Regions from separate parts of the Mus musculus genome. Here all the other regions are linked to region 7. A link is a contact called in public HiCAR-type and promoter capture Hi-C data. All regions are on one chromosome and are shown on one strand. The core of a region is the stretch at or near the end of the contact, and the rest is flanking DNA. Distances in the headings are between cores, read along the strand shown.

Evidence for each region. Promoter capture Hi-C pulls out the DNA fragments that hold promoters and counts their contacts. HiCAR-type assays count read pairs that join an accessible place to other places.
Region 1: a HiCAR-type map of astrocytes shows a contact between it and region 7, with 2.9 times the contacts expected there. The contact joins the promoter of Rassf3 here to the promoter of Cand1 in region 7. A contact is called at or near these places in 2 of 39 promoter capture datasets (the SN4741 cell line and pre-B cells) and 2 of 115 datasets of contacts at active chromatin or transcription factors (astrocytes and large pre-B cells).
Region 2: a contact with region 7 is called in a promoter capture Hi-C map of pre-B cells, with 5 times the contacts expected there. The contact joins the promoter of Rab3ip here to the promoter of Cand1 in region 7. A contact is called at or near these places in 5 of 39 promoter capture datasets (hippocampal neurons, liver, neutrophils and 1 more), 1 of 484 Hi-C or Micro-C datasets (neutrophils), 1 of 115 datasets of contacts at active chromatin or transcription factors (thymic regulatory T cells) and 1 of 9 other capture datasets (liver).
Region 3: a contact with region 7 is called in a promoter capture Hi-C map of pre-B cells, with 4 times the contacts expected there. The contact joins the promoter of Xpot here to the promoter of Cand1 in region 7. A contact is called at or near these places in 6 of 39 promoter capture datasets (the 3T3-L1 cell line, hippocampal neurons, liver and 1 more), 1 of 484 Hi-C or Micro-C datasets (CD8 T cells) and 1 of 115 datasets of contacts at active chromatin or transcription factors (astrocytes).
Region 4: a promoter capture Hi-C map of liver shows a contact between it and region 7, with 5 times the contacts expected there. The contact joins the promoter of Lrrc10 here to the promoter of Cand1 in region 7. A contact is called at or near these places in 3 of 39 promoter capture datasets (cranial neural crest, liver and neutrophils) and 1 of 115 datasets of contacts at active chromatin or transcription factors (astrocytes).
Region 5: a promoter capture Hi-C map of pre-B cells shows a contact between it and region 7, with 2.6 times the contacts expected there. The contact joins the promoter of BC048403 here to the promoter of Cand1 in region 7. A contact is called at or near these places in 2 of 39 promoter capture datasets (neutrophils and pre-B cells).
Region 6: a contact with region 7 is called in a promoter capture Hi-C map of liver, with 3 times the contacts expected there. The contact joins the promoter of Cnot2 here to the promoter of Cand1 in region 7. A contact is called at or near these places in 5 of 39 promoter capture datasets (erythroid cells, hippocampal neurons, liver and 2 more) and 2 of 9 other capture datasets (adipose tissue and liver).

The regions. Positions count from the first base shown.
Region 1 is chr10:121,474,020-121,477,577 of GRCm38.p6, forward strand. Rassf3 (Ras association (RalGDS/AF-6) domain family member 3) reads right to left here and starts at 2,231. Exons shown (of 5, transcript NM_138956.3): 1 at 1,984-2,231. The coding sequence starts at 2,091.
Region 2 is chr10:116,949,122-116,952,952 of GRCm38.p6, forward strand. It overlaps Rab3ip (RAB3A interacting protein), which reads right to left and starts at 1,332. Exons shown (of 11, transcript NM_001359645.1): 1 at 1,139-1,332. It overlaps 4933412E12Rik (RIKEN cDNA 4933412E12 gene), which reads left to right and starts at 1,441. Exons shown (of 3, transcript NR_038026.1): 1 at 1,441-1,571.
Region 3 is chr10:121,624,888-121,628,240 of GRCm38.p6, forward strand. It overlaps Xpot (exportin, tRNA (nuclear export receptor for tRNAs)), which reads right to left and starts at 1,445. Exons shown (of 25, transcript NM_001081056.2): 1 at 1,218-1,445.
Region 4 is chr10:117,043,930-117,047,356 of GRCm38.p6, forward strand. Lrrc10 (leucine rich repeat containing 10) reads left to right here and starts at 1,412. Exons shown (of 1, transcript NM_146242.2): 1 at 1,412-2,839. The coding sequence starts at 1,494. The coding sequence ends at 2,318. Gm10747 (a long non-coding RNA gene) reads left to right here. Exons shown (of 3, transcript XR_872056.2): 3 at 209-756.
Region 5 is chr10:121,738,607-121,741,933 of GRCm38.p6, forward strand. It overlaps BC048403 (cDNA sequence BC048403), which reads left to right and starts at 1,324. Exons shown (of 3, transcript NM_173022.3): 1 at 1,324-1,604. The coding sequence starts at 1,370.
Region 6 is chr10:116,579,566-116,582,927 of GRCm38.p6, forward strand. It overlaps Cnot2 (CCR4-NOT transcription complex, subunit 2), which reads right to left and starts at 1,946. Exons shown (of 16, transcript NM_001037846.3): 1 at 1,888-1,946.
Region 7 is chr10:119,238,342-119,241,736 of GRCm38.p6, forward strand. It overlaps Cand1 (cullin associated and neddylation disassociated 1), which reads right to left and starts at 1,714. Exons shown (of 15, transcript NM_027994.1): 1 at 1,300-1,714. The coding sequence starts at 1,367.

The DNA.
Region 1 (3,558 bases), core at 981-3,480, 2.2 Mb after region 7:
AACAAACAAACTCAGGCTTCAGAAACCCTTCTAACCAAGAGCCCTTTCTTTAACACACGCGTGTGATGCCAGAAAACAGGCCACAGAGCTTCAAATAGACAGTGAATGGCTCCACCCAGGAAGTGGATGTTACTGCCCTGATTTTCAACACGTCATACAGTCATGTCAGTGCTCAATGGACAATATTGCATGATATATACAGACACAGTTAGAGGACGGTTACCAAAGTGGTTACGTATAACCTAGACTCTCTTAATGTACATAAACCTCACAGAAATGCTGCTTAAAGTGTGTGTGTGAAGGGGGGGGGGGTCTGGATAATGACCTTGAATTGCTGATCTTCCTGCCTGCACACAGACAGGCAGACAGACAGACAGACACACTACTGTGAACTACAACCCCATATTATGCAGTAAGTACTAGGCAAGCTACTAGCTACATCCCCAGCTGCCGCTTCAACTACTAAAAAGCAGGAACAAGATTCTTGACTTCCAACCACAGCATTCTGGCTGGACCCCCGTGGAGGGGACTCCCACACCGGTAGAATTCAAGAACCCCCTGGTTTTCTGGAAATTACCAGGCACTTCTGGAATACAAGTCAAACTGGCTCAAGCTCTTTACAAGGCAAACGGGAGGGGAATATGTAAAGTGGTGAAGAACCCCAATGAGGGAAAAACTAGATGAGAAAGGGGGAAAAGGCCATTTCTTGTCTGCCCCACAGGAGGTAGGCCAGGCAGTGTGGGAGTGGGAGTCGTGGGTAATCTCTGACTTCCAAATTCCCCCATTAGCACATTCTACTGAAAATAAAAGGTCACCCTAGTAAACGGAGCAACCTGAAGTCTGAGGATAAAGGCATGCTACCACCCACCCTAGCTAGCCCTTCACTAGGGGACTAGTTGTTAGCAATAATGACCTCATCCTAGCCTTTCACCCTCCTCCTCCTCTTAGTTTGGAAATCTAATAGACCAAAAAGCCTAGAACTTCCAAATCTGATAAAGGAGTTTTACTTTAGAAAACAACGGCCTGTTAAACTTAAAAGGGTTGGCAAGGGCAGTCTGGGCAGAGATTTCTCTCCACCAAAATCCCCATCACTGGGCCTCTGAACGATTAGTTTCTCTTGTTTTTCATCTCCAGAGTTGACAGAAACCTCTGGTGTGCGTCTGTGGTGTTTTTAGGAGCAACAAGTTTGTTCCGTTAAAGCTCCTATATCTGACGAGAGCGTGGCCGAGCTGGCCAGGCTCCCTGGTGCGGCTTCCAGGGCCAGAAGGCCACCGGTTAAGCGCCGACCTTACAAGTCCGGCCAAAGTGCCCCATTTGGAAGACGCCCCTAAAAAAAAATAATAATAATCCCTGTCCCGATCTGTGAAACTGGCACAACTTCCCGTACTGTCTTTTCCCAAGCCACGCTTCCCACGGCACCCTTCCTCCAAAAAAGGAAGAAATCGGCGTAAGGCTCAGCCCTCTGGAGCTAAGTCTACCCAGGACGTCCGCAGGACCCGCAAACCGGACCTGATGAGACCCAGACTTTAGTGAGCACCGACGATCGCCCGGTCCCTTTACCCTGCAGCTTGCCCGCACCGGGGCTGCTCGGTCACTTTGGGCTATTGCGTGCCCTCAAGCCACTCAGGGCCATCGAGCAAACTGCAGCTAGAAGCAAACTGCAGCCAGGACGGCGCGGTGACCCGGCCGTCGCCCCGAAGGGCTGTCGGGGGAGCCATCCCGAGTGGCCCGGGGACCTCCCGGCTCTTTGGAGCTGCTCCCGCAGCCGGCGTCCCCCAAGCAGAGAGGCCCAGGCCATCTGGCTCCGCGCCCTTCCACCTCCTTCCTTCGCCTCGGGCGGCCCACGCCCACTGCACAGGCTCCCAGCACCTTTCAGGCGCCGAAAGGGCAAAGGCCACTCTCAGAGCCCCGCAGCCCTCGGGCGAGCATCGCCCAGCGCGGGCGCAGACACGTGGAGCCAAGACCCCCGAGCACGCCACTCACCGGCTGACCCGAACGGGACTTGCCCGGAGGCGCTCTCCTGAAGAAGGAGGTCCTGGCGGTGAAGAAAAAGTCCTCGTCCTCCTCGAGGCTGCTGTAGCCGCTGCTCATGCTGCTGGTCCGGTTGCGCGCAGGGGGCCTCCCCGGGGCGCAGGCGGCCAGGCCGGGGTGCGGCGCCCGCCCGCCCCGTGAGGTTCCCGGCGCGCGGCCCCGAGCCGCCGGCAAGCCGTCCTGCTGCAGCTGCAGCCGCCGCTCAAGCCGCCGTCTGGTCCCCTCCCGCAGGATCAGCCGCCCTCTCCGGGCGCCTCCCGGCTCTGGTGCGCCACGACCCCGCCCCCTCCTGGACCCAGCCCCCCACGCCTGGCAAGGCCCCACCCACCTCAAACCAGACCCCGCCCAGCCAAGACCCCGCCCCCAGCCCGTCAAGGACCCAGCACACGCCACGCCCCTGCTACCAAGGCCCCGCCCAGGCCCCGCCCCACGGGCCTCCGCTGCTGCGTCCTGCCCAGCTCCGCGCGCGCAGGTGGGGCCCCGCCCGCGGCCCTCAGCCACGCCCCTCCGTCCTAGCACCGGTGGACTGTTGGAGGAAGGTGGGTTCGAGCACCGCCCCTGCTGGAACAGTTCTCCCGAGGGCTTCCCCAACCTCCCGGAATCTGCAAACTCCTCAGTGATTTCCCGTCACTGGAGCCGAAGTTTTGGAGAGGGCGGCAATATAATGGAGAACTTTTCCCACTCTCCTTCGGGCTCGGCCTTGGTGGAAACGGTCTGGGTCGAGGGGGTCGAGCCACGCGTGCGGCTGGCCCCTCCCAAACCGTTATAAGTTAGCAGAGGTGGGTGGGGTAAGAGCGACTGGGTTGTGCTTATTTGAAAGAAAACATCCTCTCTGGTTCTTTTGAACTTCGGTGGTAAAGCTTTCCCGCCTCCCTGTGGCGAAGGCGTGTCCCAAATGTGGATGGCTAAAGCAGTTGAGAATTTGGGGGACAAATTTCATAATCACCGAACAATCCAGTACTTTTAATTTAAATGCACTTTGGAAATGTCGCCTCCCACAAGCAACCTTACATGGTCACCCCATGGGGGAGCAAGTAGATTAGACCACTCCGTTCTCACCCACACAACAAAAAACAAGGTTTCCCTTCGGGAATCTGCTAAATTTTTAAAATGCGACTTTTTTTTTTTTTTTTTTTTTTTGCTTAGGGTGACCTGGGGGGTCGTTTTCCCCTTGGCGTGATGGAGTTGACTTGAGTCCTACTAACTTGCTTGCAAGAGACCTTGATGGGAAAGAGGGTTTGAAGCTTTAAGGCTGCTATGATATGCAGGCCGTAGCAGAATTTTTGTTTTGTTTTTTAAGGAGTTTTTTAAAAGAGAAACTCGTCATTGCTTATGGCTAAGCCCTTTTCTCCTCTACTCCCCCAGTGCTGTGACTAAAACATAAAGGTAGCAGTCGCCTTCAGGCTGAGACCCGCTGCTTCTGTGGCGTTTTTGTGTACCCTTCCTGGAATCAGGACTGAGTGCCTAATCGTCACTTGAGAACGAGAAGGGGGGAAAGCCAGACCGGAGAGAAGTCTGGGACAAGGG
Region 2 (3,831 bases), core at 82-2,581, 2.3 Mb before region 7:
ATGTAAGCAATGAGGCGTCTCATCAAGCACGCTCATTCACAAAAGAAGGCATTAATTCAAAACATCCTTGGGCCGGAAAGAGAAAAAAGTTGAAAGACGTCTGTTCTTATAGTTAAGAATGCATTGCTGAGTAAATCTGTGTAACTGTTAAGTTCAGTTAATATATTCCCCTAGGGCCTTGAGGAGTAGATTCGGAATGCAGTGTCTATTCAAACATGAAAAGTCCTCTGAAAACGCACAGTCCTGGTAAATAAATAACACATGCTAACTGAACAAGGCCCCATAAAACTGGTGAAATATTTAACAGTATCAAATATTTACAACGATGGGCTGCATACCTACTCTGCCTCCTTTTCCTCTCGATTCATTGTTTAGAAACAAAAACTTAAGAACAGTGTAATGAACAGAAACCGGGTCTTTCAAGAGATTTACAATAGAACGGTTTGTTTTAATCCTCTTATCGGCCTCTCCTCCAATTATGCAATCATTCCAGAGCCAAAAGATCACAGGGCTCTTTCCCTTGACACGGGGGACACTGAGAAGTGTCTAAACAGGTAGGCTGGGAACAGGCAACATTTCCTTGAAACTAAAGTGCCTCTGGGGCACCAGCTCTAACTCGGAGGAGAGTGCGCCAGCCAGCCATTACGGATCGATGTTTTAATCCCCAACAACTGGCAACTCTTCGCGTGCTGCAGCGTCCACCCGGCACCATCCTCTCCCCAGCCTCGCTATTCCGCGGGCGGCGGGGGGCGAGCGGCCCACGCAGGGGGAACCGCTGTTCTCCCACTCCCGGGGTCCCGATTCCCGAAGTCAGGCTGGGCCGAGCGCGGCGGGGGAGACCCCGGGAACCGGCGACCCCCGCACATCCCCGGCCAACCGCGCCGCCCGCGACTTAAGCAACTCCGCGACCGAGGCCGCGCGGGCCGCCAGGTGAGCGCCGGAGCCGCCGCCCTTCGGGTCCCCGGGGCTCCGCAGCGGGCGGGCGGACGGGCGGACGGGCGGGCGCGATCCGCGCCCTCCCCGCCGCCTCCTGCACCTGCCCGGCCGCGCTCCGGGCCGGCGGGACAAGGGCGCGAGGCGAGGCGCCGAGGGGGCGGTGCTCACACCGCCCGCCTCTCCCTCCCGCCGCCGCACTCACCTGCCGGATCCGCCGCGGCCGCCGCCCGCGCTCGGCAGCGCTCGCAGAGCCGCAGGGTGCGCGTGCCCAGCTCGGGAGACGCGGAGGACGGCGGCGGACAGACGCCGCTCCACTCCGCCGCGGCTGGCGCTCTCTGCGATGGGAGCCGAGGGAGGGAGAGCCGACTGCGCCTGCGCCGAGCGCCGGGCGGAGAAGCGGCCGCCCCTCCCCCTCCCCCGCCCCCGCCCCGGGAGAGAGGGCGGGACTAGAGGCGGGACCGGGAGGGAGTGGCGAGGGGGACTCGCGCGCTGCGGCGCCCCCTGGCGACAGGAGGGGCTCGGTGCAGGCTAATCCACGCGCGGAGTCCAGGGTCCCTCTACAGCGGTTTCCCTGGGAACCACTCTGGCTGGAAATCCTGTGGCTGCCTTTGGAGGATGTGAACTCTCCTGGGATGGTAAGAGGCTTTGGACTGTGTATTGAGGACAAGCAGAACCGACCTGAAATTCCGCGTCTGTGGATACCTGAAGCTGGAGTAGGAGGTTAGGGGCCCGGGGAGGGGGGGGGGGGGGGGATGGGATGGGCGGGGAGCTGGTAAACCCAGATCCTTCCACTTTCAGTTTCCAAAGACCGTCTCTCATCTTTTACAGGAACTATATCTATTGTTTTGTTTTGTTTTGTTTTGCTTATCAAACTTCCATCCCACATTCGGGCTTCCAAGTTGGAAAACAAAAAACAAAGTACAGACAGAATCAAGCCCTGAAAATCAAACTCAGGGATGGGGGGTGGGAGGGAGCAGTCATCCTCGGTATTTCCGCCAATGTTTGTGATACTCAGAGGCAGGGGCTGCCATTCTGTTGAGTACATCAAGGAGGTGGTAATAAAAAGGAAGCTATGTGTGTGGTCCCTGTGATCAGCCACCTACTGACCTCTGTGACCTTAGGCGAGTTCATCTGCAATATCGCCAATCTTCTCACTGATAATTGGAAATAAGAATGTCTACCTCATCAAGGTTTTGAGAGTTAAGTGGTTTAATATATGTAATTAGTGTACCTCACCACATTCTGTGACACAGTGAGTCATACAGAAACACACATGTGTACACACACACACACCTCTACAAAAAATTCCTACCATCCAAAGACTCAAACAAAAGGAGACAAGTTTACTATTAAGAGAAAACTTTATGGGCTCCCTGTTTTACACATTTTTTTTCTAAAGAGATGTTCACACACACACACTTTTTGTTTTGTCTTGGTTTTCGAGACAGGGTTGGCCTCGAACTCAGAAATCTGCTGCCTCTGCCTCCCAAGTGCTGAGATTAAAGGCATGCACCACCACTGTCCGGCTCACACACACATCTTTTATCATATGGAATTGGTAATTACTTAACCCATGCTCCAGTTTCTTTGTAAACCATTCCCTGATGCTCGCCTGCCTCCCAACCCTAACTCCTTACCTGTGATCCCAGAACACTGTATTTCAGTGGTTCTCAACCTTCCTAACACTGTGACCCTCTAATACAGTTCCTCATAGTGTATACTAACCCCCAACCATAAAATTATTTCCGTTGCTACTTCATAACTGTAATTTGGCTACTGTTATGAACCTTAACATAAATATCTGTGTTTTCTGATGTCTTAGGTGACCCCCTGTGAAAGGGTCATTTGATCCCAGAGGGGTTGCGACCCACAGGTTGAGAACTGCTGCTTTAACTCTTGCAGTGCATATTCCCCATGAATCATAAGTAGACTTTCCTCTCTTTTCTCTTTAGTCTGTGTCTTGAGAACAGGCACTCTGCTTGACAGAGAACTCTGTAAAGGTAGGAAGAGGAGATGGTTGACACACAGGGAGAATGCTCTATTTGGTATATGAACATTTGGAGGATTGGCTCTTCAGTTTATTCAATGTAAGACCCAAAACATCACGGGTCTACAGAAGACAGTAATGCTAATGTGTGTGAATCCCACAGTGACCCACATGTATGTTAACTACAAGATCATCTGTAGTCTTAGAGAGTGGGCTCTAGCACTGTTTGAGAATGGGGAGAGTTACTGTAGAGCCATGACTAGAAATGGCTCCCAGAGGCTCATATATTTGGAGCTTGGTCATTGGGAATTATTTATATTATAATTATTATAATTGGGTCCTTGACAGGGATTAGGAAGTGTGGCCTTGTTGGAGGAAGTGTGTCACTAGGGGTGGACTTTGAGATTTGCTTGGGTGACCTCCACCCAAGCAAGCTTCCAACTTGTGAAAAGGAATTTATAAAAAGCTTAGGGGTTGGCATAGATGCACACACCTCACATCCCAACACCCAGAGAGCAAAGGCTGGTGGATCTCTGAGTTCCAGGCCAGCCTGGTCTACACAGTGAGTTCCAGACCAGCCTGGTCTACAAAGAGCCTAAGCCAGACCCTGTGTCTCTCTCTTCCTGCTGCCTGTGGATCTGGATGTAGATCTCCCAGCCCATTCTCTAGCATCATGTCTGCCTGCATGCCACCAGACTCCCCTCCATGGCAATGATGGACTACATTACTGAACCTGTAGACCGGCCCCAGTTAAATGCTTTCCTTCGTAAGAGTTGCCGTGGACACAGTGTCTCTTCACAGCAATAGAACATTGACTAAGGCAGAAGTTGGTACCAGGAGTGGGGTATTGTTATGACAAGCCGGGTTTCTTGGTGCAATATGGACTTTGGAACTTGGATTGGGGAAAG
Region 3 (3,353 bases), core at 195-2,694, 2.4 Mb after region 7:
GACTACAATGTGTGCATGTGTGCAAAGCATGCCTCCAATAGGGTACAAAGTCAGAGACAGGCACGCAGGATGCACAACTTGAAACATTCTTAAAGTAAAGTAGTATTCCTGCTAAAAATGCTCAGAGAGAAAAGTCGGTGTAAGACTGTCTGTAAACCCCTGATTGAGAAATCCACTAGAGTTCCTTTAAATTATCCATTGCTTTGGGAAAAAAACTGCTTAAGCGTTTTGTCATTTCACGCTAATCTTGACAAGAGGAAAAAAGATAAATAAGAGGCCCAGCCGAGCACATGCTCAACACCAACAAAAAAAATCCTCAGCAAACTTGTTCCATAGTGAGGAATCCCTCACAAACCTTCGCCCTCTACACAATCGGAAAAAAACATCAAACCAAAATAAAATGAGATGGTAAACCACCTATCTGTGAATAAAACACAGGGTTAAAAGGTAACGATTGCCTAATAAAGACCGGCAAAGGAAGCTTAGCTTTCTGACCTACCGATGCAGAGCCTTGCAGGCTTAAACATTGTTACAATATGGTAAACATCTTATACTACCTGCAAAGGTGGATGTGGGGGTGGGGGGAGCGAAAAAAAAACATGTAAAATTGGAAGCCTTAATTTTTCCCTCAGCCATTAAGTCAAGAATAATCAAACAATGTGGAAAATTCCTCCACACCTACTTAAGCCTGTTTGAGACCGACTGAATCTTTCCAGCCTTTTAACATCAAGTTGACAAGTCGCTTTAATACAACGTAACTTCCCCCAGTAACAACTAATTAAGGCTTCCAAAAAGTACTCGTTTTTCAGGTTACAGGGAACATCAAGCTTTTCCGTGGCTGCAAGACTGTAAAGAAGCAAAAAGGGGAAAAGGCTGTCCCTGCTGGCAAATTACTACGCAGAAATAACACTTTCTCTCCTATTTGTCCCGGGGTGGGAAGCGGATCAACTTTGAGGTCCCTACAGCTCAAACTGGTGGGACGCACTCTAAAACTATCACAAATGGGGTTGGGGGGCAGCCTCCTAGGCCGGCCTCGCCCCCTATCCTTCGCCCGGATCCCTCCCAGAGCGAAGCCTCGTGGCCACTCGGGTGATGAAACACCCGGCAACCGGCAGCCACGCACTAGGGACGCGGCCGCCACCGATCGTCCCCAACCCCAAGTCCGGCTCGCCCGGCCACGTAGGGTCCCCGGCCCGCCGCCCTACGCCTCCAGTCACCATCACTCCAATATCTCTTCCTCGCCTGCACTCCCGAGGGTCGGCCAGCCGCAAGGAGCGGGCCGTACGCAGGGAGCACGGAGAGCGGCCCACGTCCTTGTCGCTGTAGTCCTCCAATACAGCCGCAGCGCTAGCGCCGGAGCCGGCCCGGGCCGCGCTCCTCTCGGCGCTCGGCGTTCCCCGGGCGCCTTCTCTTGCGTGGCGCGGAGCGGGGAGGGCAGGTTGGCAAGCCGGCGGGCGGAGTCGGCGGCCCTGGAAGGAAAACTGCGCAGGGTCCCGCTAACGCCGCCGCTGAGTCAGCGCGAGGCACGCCCCCCGCGTCGTACCGCGCGGACCCGCGCTAGCAGCAGCCTCATGGAAGTAGAGTGCAGACGGCCGCCAGCAGGCTGGGCCCGGGGGACTACAACTCCCAGCGTGCAAAGCGCATGGGACGCTTCCGAGAGGAGGACCGCGCACGTGCTCCCTGGAGCTCGCAGGGGGCGTGGCCGGCGGGCCTGTGGTGCATGCTGGGAGAGTGCACACCGCCCTCCTAGCTACAGGTTACTGAGGTCCTCTAAGCTTTTAGAAGACCGGCCACGTTGCGCTCTGCTTTGAGCGTCGGCGTGAATTAGTAACTCTCCACTCCCTCCAGAAGGGTCTGGTCAGGTGGCAGTGCGGAGATCCTGAGATCGGAAAAGTGGACGTGGTTGAAACCACGTGTTGAGTCAGTTGCTGAATTCCTTTCCAGCGGTTCCACGTGTCAAGAGTCCAGACGCTTAAGGACTCTTTAAAAAAAAAAAAAATCCGCTGTATTTTTATTTACTTGTTTTGCTTTTGAGGCAAGATCACACTCCATAACCCAGGCTGGTTTTCACTCATTTTTCCCAAGCTGGCCTAAACTTTACAAATTCTGGAATTACTGGCATGAACCACCACGCCCAGTTTAAATATTACTAAATTTGCCTACAAAAAAAGATAGAAAGAAAAAAAGAAAACCGAAAGCAGTCCCCGGTGATGGTGGCGATTACCATTCATCCCAACACTGAGGAGGCAGAGGTAGCCACATCTACAGAGCGAGTGCCAGGACTACAGAGAGAAACACAGTCTCAAAAAAAGAAAAAAAGAAAAGAGAGAGGGAAAACATACGTACAAGTCCCGTGCTTCCGTTCGCTTTGTTTCTTTGATCCCGTGCTATTATTACTGTGTGGGCGCAGTATAAGCTCCAGCAACCTTACCTAAATCCTAAGGCTGCACCTCCATTATTGTTGGCATCATGAGTGTTAAAGTCCATCTCAGTTTACTCATTTTATGTAGAGTGGGACAGTACCAGCCTCAGAGGGTAAGGTTTGGTTAATTTTATTTAGAGGCAGAGAGAGGCTCACTATGTAGCTCTGGTTAGCCTGAAACTTGCTGGCCTTCACTGTTCTCTTGCTTCAGATTCCAGAGTGCTGGAGTTCCAGGTTGTCACCAGGTCTGACTATTTCATGAATTAAGTTTGATACACGTGTTAGACTTATCATAAGTGACACTATCTCTGGGGATACATGGACAAACATCTGTTCACTGCAGATAGATACCCAGATTCGGTACTGATGACAGACTAAAGTGAGGATACCACGAAAGTCAAGCTTGGTGAACCAATGGCTTTTACTGGGGTGACTTTCTTACAGGAGCAGAAATGATATAAAGACAGCAGCCTCCCCGAAGACAGCAGGTAGGACAGGTTCCAGCAATTCAGCTTGTCCAAGAGTGTATAGCATGAGGGAGGGGATGGTATTGTTAATCTGGTTAGTTTGGGGGGGATCTTTGAATTGTTTACTTCCCGAGTTTAAAGAGTTTATCATGAAAACAATGCAGTGCACCCAACGTGTAGATTTCCTTTCGTTTCTTAGAAACAGTATTCTACAGTAAACTCTGGCTGTTCCAGAACTCACTATATAGACCAGGCTAGCCTTGAACTTACCAAGATCCCCCTACCTCTGTCTCCCTCACAAGTACTGAGACTAATGGTGTGTGCCAATACACCTAATATCTTATTCAGTACATGCTCAGTGTACATGTTCAATGTAGTCAAAGCCTTGCCTCTAGCTCCCACTAAGAATAAGCCAGACCTGTTCTACAAGCCTGTGATCCAAGCTGCTTCAGAAGCTGAGGCAG
Region 4 (3,427 bases), core at 162-2,661, 2.2 Mb before region 7:
CGCTCAATCGTTCTGCCACGCCCACTGGTGGAACGTGCCGCTTTGCTGTTTGGAGTCACACACGTGGTCACCCTGCTACTGAACTCCGAGATTATTTGGCGGGAATCGGGCCCCCTCCCCCTTCCTTCATAACTGAGTGTCGGAACAGTAAAATTGAGCTTTGATCAGAATGCCTGTCTTAGCTGCATCATTTTCTCTCGCCGCCTAGCCCCTCTTCTCTTCCAGGTTTCCAGAATGCCTTTCCAAGCTAGAACCCAGGCTATGATCTGCTGGCCGGACACAACATGCAAGATCCCACAGAGGCCAGAAGACAATGTTGGATCATCACCCCACACCTCACATCCAAAGCTGCCGTTAAAGACAGTTGTAAGCTATCAGATACAAGGGCTGGCTGGCGTGGATATGGCGTGGATATGAGGGCTGGCGTGGAACCTGGGTCCTCTCAAAGGGCAGCACGCGCTCTCCACCTTTGAGCCATCTCTCCAGCCCCCAGCAGCCAGACCTTGGAGGCCCTCGTTCTTGGAACGGTCTGGCTCATCGTTGCTTTTCTCAACTGGACGCGATTATGGACGAGAAGTACAGAGCTTTAATGGCCATTTAAATGGGTCTGGAAAGTGTTCCCACCTCTGGAAAGTGCCCCCCCCCCGGGTGCATTACATTCTAATGAATTAATTAATAATTACATTCTAATTAATCTATGCTTTTGAAGGCTAGTCAGCCTTCCTTCTTGTCCTTTGTCAAAGAGAGGATTTGTGTGTGTGTGTGTTCGTTTTGGCAGAAATGGAGACGGACCCCAGGGCTTCAATTCTGCCATACGAGCACCCTACCACTGAACTCCACTTCCAGCTCAAATGTACCCTTTTACAGTGTGGCAAGACGCTAGCTGGACACAAAGCAAGACTGTACAAATCAGAAGCCATTGCTTCTGATTACATATTGGTTAAGGCTTGTTGGAACTGGAGAAAATCTGTAAAGGATGTAGGCCTTTGGCAACACTTTGAAGGATGCATCCTGGAAAACTTAGCAGCGGGTTGTTGTTGTTTTGTGCCCCACTCAGGATTGAAGCAGGGCCTTGTTCGGGTTAGGTGAGTTGTAACACAAAGGAGATGACTATGCATTCAAATATTTACAGTTTTACCTACATAGTACAAATATAGGTGTTTTTCATTTTTACTTCTCCACCTTTGTCACAGTATTTTTTCAATTTGGGGGGGGGGGGCGGGAGATCAGGAGAGAGTAGATAAGAGATCAGGGCTTAAGTGATTAAAGACAAATATGTGAGTTGGACAGGACGTCCCAGACCCTGCCTGTCCGGCCTGTCACCAGACACTCAAGCTGCTATCAGGAGCACTTTATTCTGTCAAAGTGACTGGCTTTTGTCACCGAATTCCGGGTTATAAAGAGAGGGTAGAAGGGTTCCCGAGCAGTGAGCACAGCCAGCCCACTCCCTGACAGAGTTGGTGGGCAGGGGCTCGCCTTGCAGCCCGTTTCACATGGGAAACACCATCCGGGCCTTCGTGGCTTTCATCCCCACCGACCGCTGCCAGAGTTATGTGGTGGGAGACCTCCGGGAGATGCCCCTGGACAGGATGGTGGATCTGAGCGGGAGCCAGCTGCGTCGCTTCCCACTGCACGTGTGCTCCTTCACGGAGCTGGTGAAGCTCTACCTCAGCGACAACCACCTTCACAGCCTGCCTCCCGACCTGGCACAGCTGCAGAACCTGCAGATCCTGGCCTTGGATTTCAACAACTTCAAAGCTCTCCCCCGGGTGGTGTGTACCTTGAAACAGCTCTGCATCCTCTACCTGGGCAATAACAAACTCTGTGACCTCCCGGATGAGCTCAGCCTGCTCCAGAACCTACGGACCCTGTGGCTCGAATCCAACTGCCTCACCCGGCTGCCCGATGTGGTGTGTGAGCTGAGTCTCCTTAAAACCCTGCATGCCGGTTCCAACGCCCTACGTCTGCTACCCGGCCAGCTCCGGCGCCTGCGCGAGCTCAGGACCATCTGGCTCTCCGGCAATCAGCTAGCTGACTTCCCCTCGGTACTGCTTCGCATGCCCTTTCTGGAGGTGATCGACGTGGATCGGAACAGTATCCGCTACTTCCCCAGCCTGGCCCACTTGACAAATCTGAAGCTGGTCATCTATGACCACAATCCTTGCAGAAATGCCCCCAAGGTGGGCAAAGGGGTTCGCCGTGTTGGGAGATGGGCAGAGGAGACACCAGAGCCTGACCCCAGAAAAGCTAGGCGGTACGCACTGGCCAAGGAAGAGAATCAAGAGCCACCTCCTCCCCTTCTTCCTTCCAGCTCTTGAACAGCTGAGGTTGAAGGCCAATTCAAAGGTTACCCCACTGCTCCGAAGGCATCTCATTAGAGCGGAAGGGATGGTCCTGGCTCATCCCAGGGCTGATGGAGAGAAAGCCAGGTGAGATGCTGTAAAGGAATAGGGCGAAGAAAACATTTCCAGCCCCCAGCACCTCTTCCTAGGGGGAAGGTGTGTGCTGTTGCTGGCCTGGAATCCAGGGTGACTGTCACTCCTGTGCCAGAAGCAGTTCCTTCACACGAGCTATTTTGAAACACCAAAGAACAAGACCAGCCACAGCACTCTTCCACCACGCAGGAGTAGCTGGTCACAAGGCTGGTGAGTGCTTCAAAGACTGTATTTGTTAAAATAAAGAAAACAACGCCACCAGCTGCTCAGTGGCCTGTCTCTAGCTCTCTCTAGCTCTCATGCCTCTTTCCTTCCCGAGAACTTCTGCATAGTACCAATGTACTGCTGTTACTAATTTGGTTCCTGAAAGGGACAACTCTACCCAATCAGTCTTGATTCGAAGGAAAATAAAAAAAACAAAGCTGTGGTCACACAGCCTGAGCCCCTCCCCCCCCCCCCCCCCCCCCCCCCCCCGCACTTTAGCCCCTGCTGTAAATGCCACAAAGAAGTCTTTCCCTGAAGCTCTGCCTTCCAACTTCCCAGTGGTTCAAGCCGGTTCCACTCGTTTTCCCTCGTAAGGTTTGACCTAAAGTCCGCTCAGTTTACTGTCATCTGAAAAGCCAAGCCTTTCTTCCTCGAGACAGCCTCCTGATTCCTAGGGTGAGGGCAGGCTGCCCCCCAGAACAGAGCCATGCCTCCCGAGAGTCACACTTTGTTAAAGGTAGAATGTAAAAATCAGTTCACCTAAAACAAGTGTCTGAGTTTGAAGTGGAGGTCTCAGCTTTTATCTTGGCTGAGACCAATAATCATAATTTGTTCGGGTTTTTGTTCATAGGGTCTGTTGACTGTCTACAAACGTAGGTATTTTGGCCGTTATTTAGGGAAGAATGTATCACAAGTGCATAAATCCTAAATTATTGTCTGTATATGAATAACCGTTTCAAAACACCAGGGCAAAAATTGTCATCTTAACTAAGACAAACCATACTGAG
Region 5 (3,327 bases), core at 74-2,573, 2.5 Mb after region 7:
CTCCAGAAGAACAGTCAGTGCTCTTAACTGCTGAGCCATCTCTCCAGCCCACATAACAATATTTGAAACTTATTTTGGGTCTGGGTATCATTGACACACAGTAGGCAGAGGCCTCGGACTATTCAAGACCAACTCTCTCTACACAGACCCTTCAGCAGAAAGAAGTTTCACTTCATAAGGAGTATAGTAGTTAGCCTGCATTCTTTTGAATGGTTCAATTGGGTATAAAAATTGCATTTCATATTTCTCTTGAGACTAGTATGTACATAGCCTTTCAAACACGTGTTTTTGTGTGAGTATACCTGCGTGCTCATGTGGAAGTCAGGGGATAACGTGCAGGACTCAGCACTCCTCATGTAGGTTTCTAGCATCTGACTCAGAGCCTCAGGCAGGGCAGCGAGTGCCCCTACACAGTCATCTCAACAGGTCCATAACCTCTCGTTTTTACTGGTTAGAAAGAGATCTTGGCCCATTAAAACTTAAAACATTAGCCCTTTGTCTGGCATACCCTGTGACTATTTTTCCTAGGTTTGCATTATGTGAGAAGAAGGACTTTTAGGGACTGGGAAGAAAGCCAAAGGAAGATGAAGAGAGGAGTGTAAGAGAGAGAAGGAGAGATGGACATGGTCAAAGCATGATATATTCATGCGTGGAAATGTCCCAGTGAAACTCTCTAATTCGTACAATTTATACGTGAAATATTTCAAAGCACACTTGTGAGCTGAGATGGTTTAGTGTTCTTAAATGTCGTATGAACGTGTGAAGAAACTGCATGACAAAATGCACCGATTTCATGGGAAGTCATTCCTGACTCTGAGAACCCCCGCAAGGAAGCTTCATGGAGTTGGAGATGGATGGGCAACTCTGAAGAGAGTTGTAGCTCTGGAAGCTGACCGACTCATGCAGATCTGACTTAGCCAGGTATGTTAACTGATGGCGTGTGTCGGTTTGAAAACTAGGCGACTAGCTATGAACTCCTGTCTGGCTTCCATCTGACAACCTTGGTGGTGTAAGGGCTGATAAGGCTTCTGGCTCTGATGGACACGCAAGAGCTGACGTCAAGCCCGTGTGACGTCATCCGCGCTAAGGCGCTGGCCTCCAGGGGCCTCCGGAGGGCAGGAGACGTCCCGGGGCTGGAGGTGGCTCCGCTGCAGGTCTCTGGCTCTGGAAGCTCAGGTTCCTAGGCTTGGTAGCCACCTCCACCTTTCACCTCCGCCACGCCCTCTGCGAGCCCCGGGAGCATCCCGCCGCCAGCCGGCTCGCCCGCCCCGCCGCGGGCACGCGCACGCACGCAGCTGCGCACGCGCGTCCCCCTCAGAACCCGGAAGTGCGAGCGGAGCCACGTGGGTGGAGCTGGCGCGCAGGTCGCATGGGGGAGTCTATCCCGCTAGCCGCCCCGGTGCCGGTGGAACAGGCGGTGCTGGAGACGTTCTTCTCTCACCTGGGTATCTTCTCTTACGACAAGGCCAAGGACAATGTGGAGAAGGAACGAGAGGCCAACAAGAGCGCGGGGGGCAGCTGGCTGTCGCTGCTGGCGGCCTTGGCGCACCTGGCCGCGGCTGAGAAGGTCTATCACAGCCTCACCTACCTGGGGCAGAAACTAGGTACCTCCGCCCCGCCCCTGCCCCTGAGGAGGAAGGAAAGGGGGTGCGCTGCCTGGTCTGCTTGGCTTGGGTGCCTCGTCACTCCCAGCGGCAGGCTCCACTCTGCCCAGGTCTCCTCCCACCGGTGCCCCTTCTTCCCTAGTGTGCCGCAAGCTCCGCCCACCGGCCTGTGCCATCGCTGCCTAGGTGGACTGGGAGGATGCTCTTCCCTGGGCATGCTCCAAACCCCGTGGGTTTACGGTTTTGCACCGTGCATGGACTGGTTTCATAAATGACAAGTTAACCAAGTTCTGTGTCCCCGTTCTAACTCACTAGTTAGACCTCACTGCGGTCTGAGGAGCAAAAGCAGGCGATGGAAGCTAGGTGTGTTAATAAATGCTATTTTGTCTGGCCTCTTATACAGAGGGGCGTCCTGTCCCCTCTTCAGATCCTGGCCAGGAAGGGCAGGAATTATGCAAAACCTTAACTGGAGAAGCGTTAAGGGACAGGATAGTGAACACTGCTAGTCCTCATGTAAATTTTAACCCTCAAAATAAGATGCAGGACTACCACTACAAGAAACAGTCGGCTTCATAAAAGCCAAGGGCTGTGCATTCAAAGTATTACCTTTAATAATAATGACAAATGATAGCTGACTACCAAAAAATTGGAATAGGCAGTTGTAATACTTAGGTTTCTTCTTGACCCTTTAGTTATTACAAGTTGGAGGGCCTTTCGTGAGTGAAGGATACACATCTCTGGCATCAAAGAGAGTGAGAGTGTACGTTACATATAGAGTTGATCCCCTTCTATTGCCAGGTAGCTCGCTGAATACTGAACGTTTGGTAAACACTCTGGGCAAAGGACTTTCTGAGATGATAAGGCCTGTAGCTTTTCAAATGATTGTTACTTAGTTATTGGTAAAAAGTGGCCAGAGATTTTACTCTGTTTTTCTCTAATGGGCCCAAAGGTGCAATTGCTATTACAGGGTTACTGTCCTGTTTTCTACAGTGTAGTGAGTTGGGTATGCATTTTATGGGAGGTGGTGGGTCTCAAACCTGAACACACCTGCCTTGAATAACCAGATTGAGTGTGTGTGTGTGTGTGTGTGTGTGTGTGTATATATATATATATACATATATATGTATATATATCCTTTATTCAAAGCATGTACAAATATTATTTATATGATGACTATTCATGTATGCATTTGATATATATCATATATATGATACATTCTAGCAGTAATATCGAAGGTGGATAATATTCTGGCAGTTTGAGATGTTTTAGGCTTCCTCCCTATAAAAACAATGATTGACCCAGGTACCATGATTCTTAACTTTATTGTTGTTTGAGCCCATCCATAGGATTATCCTCCCCATATGTATGTATGTATGTATGTACCAGATATATAGAATGAGAAAGAGCAACTGGGTTTCCTAAAGTCCATATGTGGATCCCAGTAACTAACTAACTAACTAAGTCTGCACTAAGTTTGAATTGTATGCACCAGGATTTTGTGTAAAAAGAACTGGCCACCACGTCTACGAACCTGTACACGTCCTTTCCTGTCTCTGGCTTGGCTTCTGTGAAGTGGTCCTTATTGTATAAAGTGCTGAGTTCTGCTTGAACCTCAGCTGTCTTGTAGGGGAGCCTATCTCTCAGGTCATACCGTGAAACATGACTGGGGGCTCCAGGGCTGACCTCCCTTCTGAGTAAGTGTTCTAAAAATGACATGCTTAAG
Region 6 (3,362 bases), core at 696-3,195, 2.7 Mb before region 7:
CAAAAAATAAAAAAATAAAAGTCAAATACAGTCTTTATTTCTGGTCTAGAGTTAAAAACAAAAACAGGCACTTTTTTAAAAATGAAAAGGTTTCACTTTAAAATTAAGGATCTTGCAAAGTCAGCAAAAGTGAAAAGTGGAAGAAGTTGTCTGTGCATTTTGAACTTTTCCTTTAGCTTTAAGATGACAACAGACTGGATAGGCAGAGCACAAGGGACCATTTAGAAAACATATTAAAGACACAAAACCTGAACACAGACAAATATTTGAATGTAGACAACCATTTCAGTGTACTGGATTTTTAAACACTTCCAACTTGGAATAAAATTACCTTACAAAACTACAAAGGTGACTTCTGAGAAGGAACTGTTGTTGAATATACAAAGCATTCCCAAACATAAAACTGTTGTGAAAGTTACCACCCACTTATTTGGAAAGGGAAATCTATAGGAACACGATTCCATCTCCCTAAAACTTCTCACTATAGAGAGTAATAGAAAATGTATTCAGTTTTGAACATTAAGTGTGTCCCTTGTGAACAGATCTGGTTAACGTTCTACCATTTGCCAATAATCTAAGGATCATATTGCTGTATTTTATTAGGAACTGTCCAGATGATTAAAGAGAAATCTTTGACTAAGGATTTAATGAAAATGAAGCAAAACACTCTTAACACTTGTCTTCCCAGATGTTGAAAAGTGGAGATGTCCCCCTAGGATTTCCAAGAAAGTACCTATGTGTAAGATTTATTTATTTTTATTTTCTTTTGGAGGTAAAAGCGTACTGATTGGATCTAACGTAAATGCAAATAACAAAACCTTAGAAATAATTTTACAAAAATAAAATTACAATTAGATTTCCCGAAGGGCCTACAGATAACAAGAATTATAAGCTTTTCTCCTAAGCAAACAGTACCTCAATTAAGAACTACCGGGTTTCTTTTAACCCAACTTATTTCTTCTATGAAACTTTGAAGTGAAGACCTAAAACAAAACGGCAAAAGGTAGAGGGGGCCCGGCGGAAGTAGAAACCAGGGCTTGCAACTTCACAAGAGTGGCTCGGGTTCCTCCTCCGCCGCCCCAGGACCATCGGAACTCAAGAGGCTACACCACTAGAGAGGCTTCCCACTCCAGGCACGGGGGCAGAAGCAGCATCTGAGTTTCTCTCTCGCCTTTCCACCTTGCAAGAAAGGCCCCTTCGGTATAGCTCAGGGCCTGGAGGCTCCCGAGGCCCGTTAGCCAGTGCGATGTCCCCATCTTACACAAACAAACAAATAAAAAAAAAAAAAGAAAGAAAGAAAAGAAAACCACACAAGTGGCGGAGGATGCGCGTGTATGGCCAGAAACGTAAAGCTTCAAGGACCAGCAGCTGCTGGGAACGTGGCAGGCAGGAGCCGTGTCCAGTGGCCGGGGCTCCTGGATGCTGCTGCCGCCGCCACCGCCGCCGCTGCCTTCTCTCCTAGCCCAGGAAGCAGCACGGCGGCAGCGGCTGCTCCGCGCCGGCGGGAGCCGGGGAAGCCCCGCGGCGGGCAGCGGGGGCCCGGGCCTAAGCTCCGGAGCGGCTGCGGCTGCGGTAGCTGCGGTGGTGGCGGCGGTGGCGGCCCGAGCACGGCGACGCTTTACGTCCCGTCCACCCCGCCACACACCCCCTCCCTCCTCCAGCGCCGCCACCCCCTCCCCGCCCGCCCGCCCGCCCGCTCCGCTCTTCCCTCTCTCGATTGGAGCCGAGACAAAAGCAACGGGAAGCGGCGGGCCGGGACGCTACCCGCGGACCCCGGGCGCGACCGGACCAGCCCCGAGGCATTCCCCCGCCTTGAGGGGGCCCCCAATCCGCCTCCCCCGCCGCGTGCCCCGCCGCCAGACTTCCGAAAATTGGCCAAAAACTCACCGCATGAATTTTCTTGTCCCGCGGATCCAAGATGGCGACGTATCCACCGCGGAGGCTGCTGGGAGCAAGACCTTTACCCTCTGACCCCCGCCGTGACCCCCGTCGCTCCGACTCCGCTCGAAGGCGGCGGCGACGGCGGCTGCAGCAGCAGAAGCCGGCGAGCGAGCGAGGCTCGCCGAATGGACGGAACGCCGCCCGTACGCCAGTCGACCGTGAGAAGCACAACGCTCGCCTGGAGCCTTCCCGGGCTTCCGCCGCCTCCCGCGGAAGGTGCGGCGCTGTCTTGTGGCGGTGACCGAGGAGAGTGGGGCCTGGGCGGCCTCTCCGGGCTCCCGAAGCCAGACCGCCGCCACGCCGGGAGCTGCTGCGGCCACGCCTGGAGCTGCGGCCTGGGGTCCGAGCGAGCGGGCGAGCGCGGCCTCGGGGGCGGGGAGAAGCCGAGGGTGGCGTGGGTCCGCCCACCGGGGGACGCGCAGCGTGTTTGTGTTTGTGTTTTCCTCGGACACCCCGCCCCCGAGCACCTCCTGCGGGCTGTCCCCGGGCTGTCCCCAGCCTGCTGCGCGGCGCGGTGCGGTGCGGTGCCTGCGGTGCTTCGGTCCTCCCACCGCCCCGCTGCCTGCGCTACCTGGGTGCGCTCCCCCAGACACCCGCCGCACGCCGCCCGCACCTCCCGAGCAGTGAGTTCCCCTCCGCTGGAACCTAGGCGTTTGATCGCCGCCCCCTCTTCCTTTTCATGCTCCCCTTTTTTTTACCTGCCCCCCCCCCCCCCGGTCTAAACCTGGTGAGAGGAAGTAAGGGGGAAGCGTGTTTTTAAAGCACTGCCGGGAGTACTTAATCTAACCGAACGGTGTTTGTGGCACTTTATTTAGTTCCCGCCCGGCGCGCCCTTGGTAAACCTTAGTGACCAGCTGGCTCATCCACTAGACCTTTTGAAAATACGGTGGCTGTGGTTGGGAACTAAAGTGTTTTGCTCTCCAAAGCCGGACTGTCCCTGAAAGTGAAATTACTTTTTATTGCTGTAATACTCTTAGTTTACACCTTTGAACATCCACAAACTTCGTGTTTTACGGTTACTTAACTTGCTAAAAAGCCTCTTTGTGCTTTGAAGTTGCGAGTTTCATAACGTATCGCTGTTCATGTTTGAGTGGTAGAGCTTACTAATGCGGATTACTACTCATTTGAAGTAAATAAAGTTTCTGCTGTAGTTTAATAAATTACCTCCTTCCAGCCCGCCAGTCTATATAGTTAGATATAGATTCTGTGATAAACGGAAGCGATATATATTTTTATCATAGAAAGCTAAAGGCAAGAAATAGGATACAATAGCCTACGGTGAAATTAAAAGTACCTTTGTCATGGTTTTGAAAGTAATTTGACATAGCAGATATGCAGTATCAGCAGATATGCAAATTTGTTTAAATGCGGACAGGAACTGGTGTAGCCAGTAGAAAAAAAAGGTTTATTTTGCTAGGTTG
Region 7 (3,395 bases), core at 464-2,963:
AGCTTCAAAGTGCTCCCGACAAACACGCCACTCTCTCCCCACATCATCCTCAGGGGAAACTTTTTTAAAAATGGAAATGTAAGACTCAGAAACTCCATAGGTAGGTAGGTATACATACATATATATCAAATTCTTGGTGGTTTGGAGTCAGAGAAACGACCCTGTATGTAGTTCACTGCGCACTTATGACTTTACCTAGGAACAAAGGCATTATTTTCCCCGGAGTTCCCCTTTCACCAGTGGGAAAATTGCTTCAGATAGGATTTGGACAAACCTTCAGGTGTTAAGAGTTCACAGAACAAAAACCAAGCTCCTAGACTAATTTTAACCAAAGATTACTTGTTCTTTAGTCTAAATGCACACAAAACTGTACTATGGCCCAAGGCATTACAGAGGAAAACTTAGGTATCAAAAAAATAGCCTTTTTTCTTTTGACAGAGGGCTTATTTGTGAAGGATTAGGCGTGGTGTGTGTGTTAACAATCAGTGTAGCATGAAAAAAACAGACGAGGCGACTGTGTGAAAATATAACACCTTCGATATGCACGGGACTAAGAACCAATGGTCCAGGTCTTGCAGAACACAACTCTATGATTAAGCTTCATGGCTCACCAGCCTCTCTTTTCAAGATTGGTTTGCTTGGCAATCCAGCCCTCTGGCCATGACTCTGTATAGGGATGTGAGACCGAAACCCCAAGATCCTGCGTGGCTTTCACTCGGCCGGAGAAAAGTGACAGGGATGCTGGCGGGAAAACCCTGCAGGCCAAGTTTCCCCCCCACCAAGCCGGGCTCCCCTCCCCCTTCTGGCCACCTTCGCCAAAGAGAAGGATCCAAAGAGAAAGTATACAATCCAATCAGCGAAGGCCTCGGAGAAAGTTGATCGTGGCACCCATTTCCCATCCGCGGGAAAAAGCCAGGCGGCGGCTGAGTGGCTGGAGAGCGGCAGCTTGTCCCCCAGCGCCGGGATGGCCTGGCGCCTCGGGAGGGCCGGGGACTAGGCCCGGCCACCCGCCCGCCCGGGAAAAACTCCTTCCCTCCCGCGCAGCCCGTGCCTTCGGGCCCGGGCGCTACCTGGGACGCGTCCCTGGGGGTGGACAAAGGATGCGCCAGGGACGCCGGGACGCGGACCAGCCCCGGGCGGCCAGAGCGGACAACGGCCTAGCGGGGAGATGGGGGAGGGGGTGGCTGGAGACCCGCCGGACCGAGGGGTGGGGCAGGGCCTGTCGCGAGGCCCGGGCGGCGGCCGCCCTCCACCTCTCCCCCACCCCGAGGTGGGGCGAGGGTCGGATTTCAGCCTCACCTGAAGTCCTTGTCGCTGGATGTCATTTTCTCCAGCAAGTTGGAGATGTGGTACGAAGCGCTCGCCATGTTGCCGGCCTCGATCCCGCCTGCTGGCTCAGTGGCTGCTGGGCCCCGCGGCCGGGGCTCCTCCTCTCCTTGGCGGCGGCGCCCGCTTCCAGGGTCGCACCGCGACGCGGACTGGGGAAGGCGCTCCGACGCGACGTCCAGTCCCCGGCCAGACGGGGATGGGGAGGGGAATGGCTGCCCCGGGGGGGAGGTAGGGGAGGCCGAGAGTGAGTGACGGGGACGGCCTAACGACGGCGCTGCTCGCGGGGCGCCGAGCTCATGGGCGGCGGGACGGACGGCTTGGGCCTCGCCGGGAAGCCAGACACTTGCGTTCGGGCCGCCTCGCTCCCACTCCCTCCGCACTCGCTCCCTAGGGCAAGAGGCCAAAGCCCGCCTCCTTCGCTAGGAGGGCGGGGGCGGCCGACGCAGGGCGCTGCGGGGAGGCGGGGTCGGAGGTCACCGGGGCTGCCCGGCGCACTCTGCGCAGTCGCGGTTTACAGGGACGCTCCCGTTGGCCCGGCCGGCTGTCTGTCTTCGCACGGGCCGCCTTTCGGGCGGAATGGCAACGCCTCGAGGGGCTCTTCTCGCGAGACCTTAAAGCGACGGTTAAAGGACGGGCAGTGAGCGTCCAAGGCCGGAGTTCTGCAAACGCTCCTTGCTCCTCCCTGCGACATTAAGAAGGAAGGTCTATGCGTTTGAAAGCGCGTGGGGCTTGTGGGTGATGATGCTAAGAGCTGGCCTGGAGGCCAAGGGGTGCAATGGAAAAATGAGCTCTCTTTCCGAACGGTACGCGTGGCCGAAACTGTCCCCTAACAACCATGCTGTATGGTTGCCACGTGAGAACTACGACTCCCACAATTCAATTGGGGACACACGAAGGACGTGATTGGCTCTTTGAACCTGGAGTTTCTTTATTGGTTCCCGTGGTCGGAGAGAATGCTGGGATTTGCAGGCAGGCAACGCGGGTTATGCTAAATAAAATCTTTCCATCGGCGTGTGCTGTTTCTAAAGTGTCTGTTTCCCTGAAAACATCGCCCACTCCCACCCCCACCCCCGTCCTCATGTTGTTTTGGGCAAGCGCCTTGCAAAATTCAGTGTTTTGGTAGGGGCCTAGTCGAACCTTAGTACTAATCTTTGCTCCGCTAAAAGGCCTCAGGGCCACAGTTTGGACGTAATCCTTTTATTCATCCCGGAGCCACTTTTTTTCTGTTCCATTTAGGTCCTAGTAAGGATTCTCTCCCAATGCCAAACATGGATGGTGCACGCCTCTAATCCCTGATCAGTAGAGGCAAGTGTAGGAGAGCCTTGTGGGTCTCAAGTATAAAAGCTAGCTTGGTCTCTAAATCGAATCCTAGGCCAGTTAGGGGTATCTAGTGCAAACCTGTCGCAAATAGGGGAGGTGGTGGGGAAGTATCATTGCAGATTGTGCTCTGAGCCTACATCTTTCAATAGTCGGCTTCTGTGCACTTAGTTATGAAATCTAAGTTTTCCTATGTGCTCGGATACACCAACACAACCACCAGAGATCAGAGGTGACATGTACAACTGTTTGTTTACTCTCCAAGTTTCCCTAACCGTTCAGTATTTCACAAATAGCCCAAAGAAGAGTTGGAAGGATCAGAGATTTAGGTTTGGTTTGCTTTTCTGAGATAGAGTTTCTCTGGGTAACCCTGGCTGTTTTGGAACTCAATCTGTAGACCAGGCTGATCTCAAACTCAGATCCCCCTGCCTCTGCCCCCCTGCCCCTCTGACCCCCTGCCCCCCTTCCCCTCTGCCCCTCTGCCTCTGCCTGCAATATTAGGATTGAAGCTGTGTGCCACCACGCCTGGCTAATAATTTGTTTATTTTACGTGCATTGGTGTAATTCCTCCATGTGTATCTGTGTGTGGGTGTCAGATCCCTGGAGCTCCAGTTATAAACAAGTGTGATCACTGAGGGTGTTAGGACTTGAACCCCTGGTCCTCTGGAAGAGATGCTCTTAACCATTGAGCCATCTCTACAGCCACCTCCTCCATAAATCTGTAAAATAGCTCACTAAGCCGGCCGTGG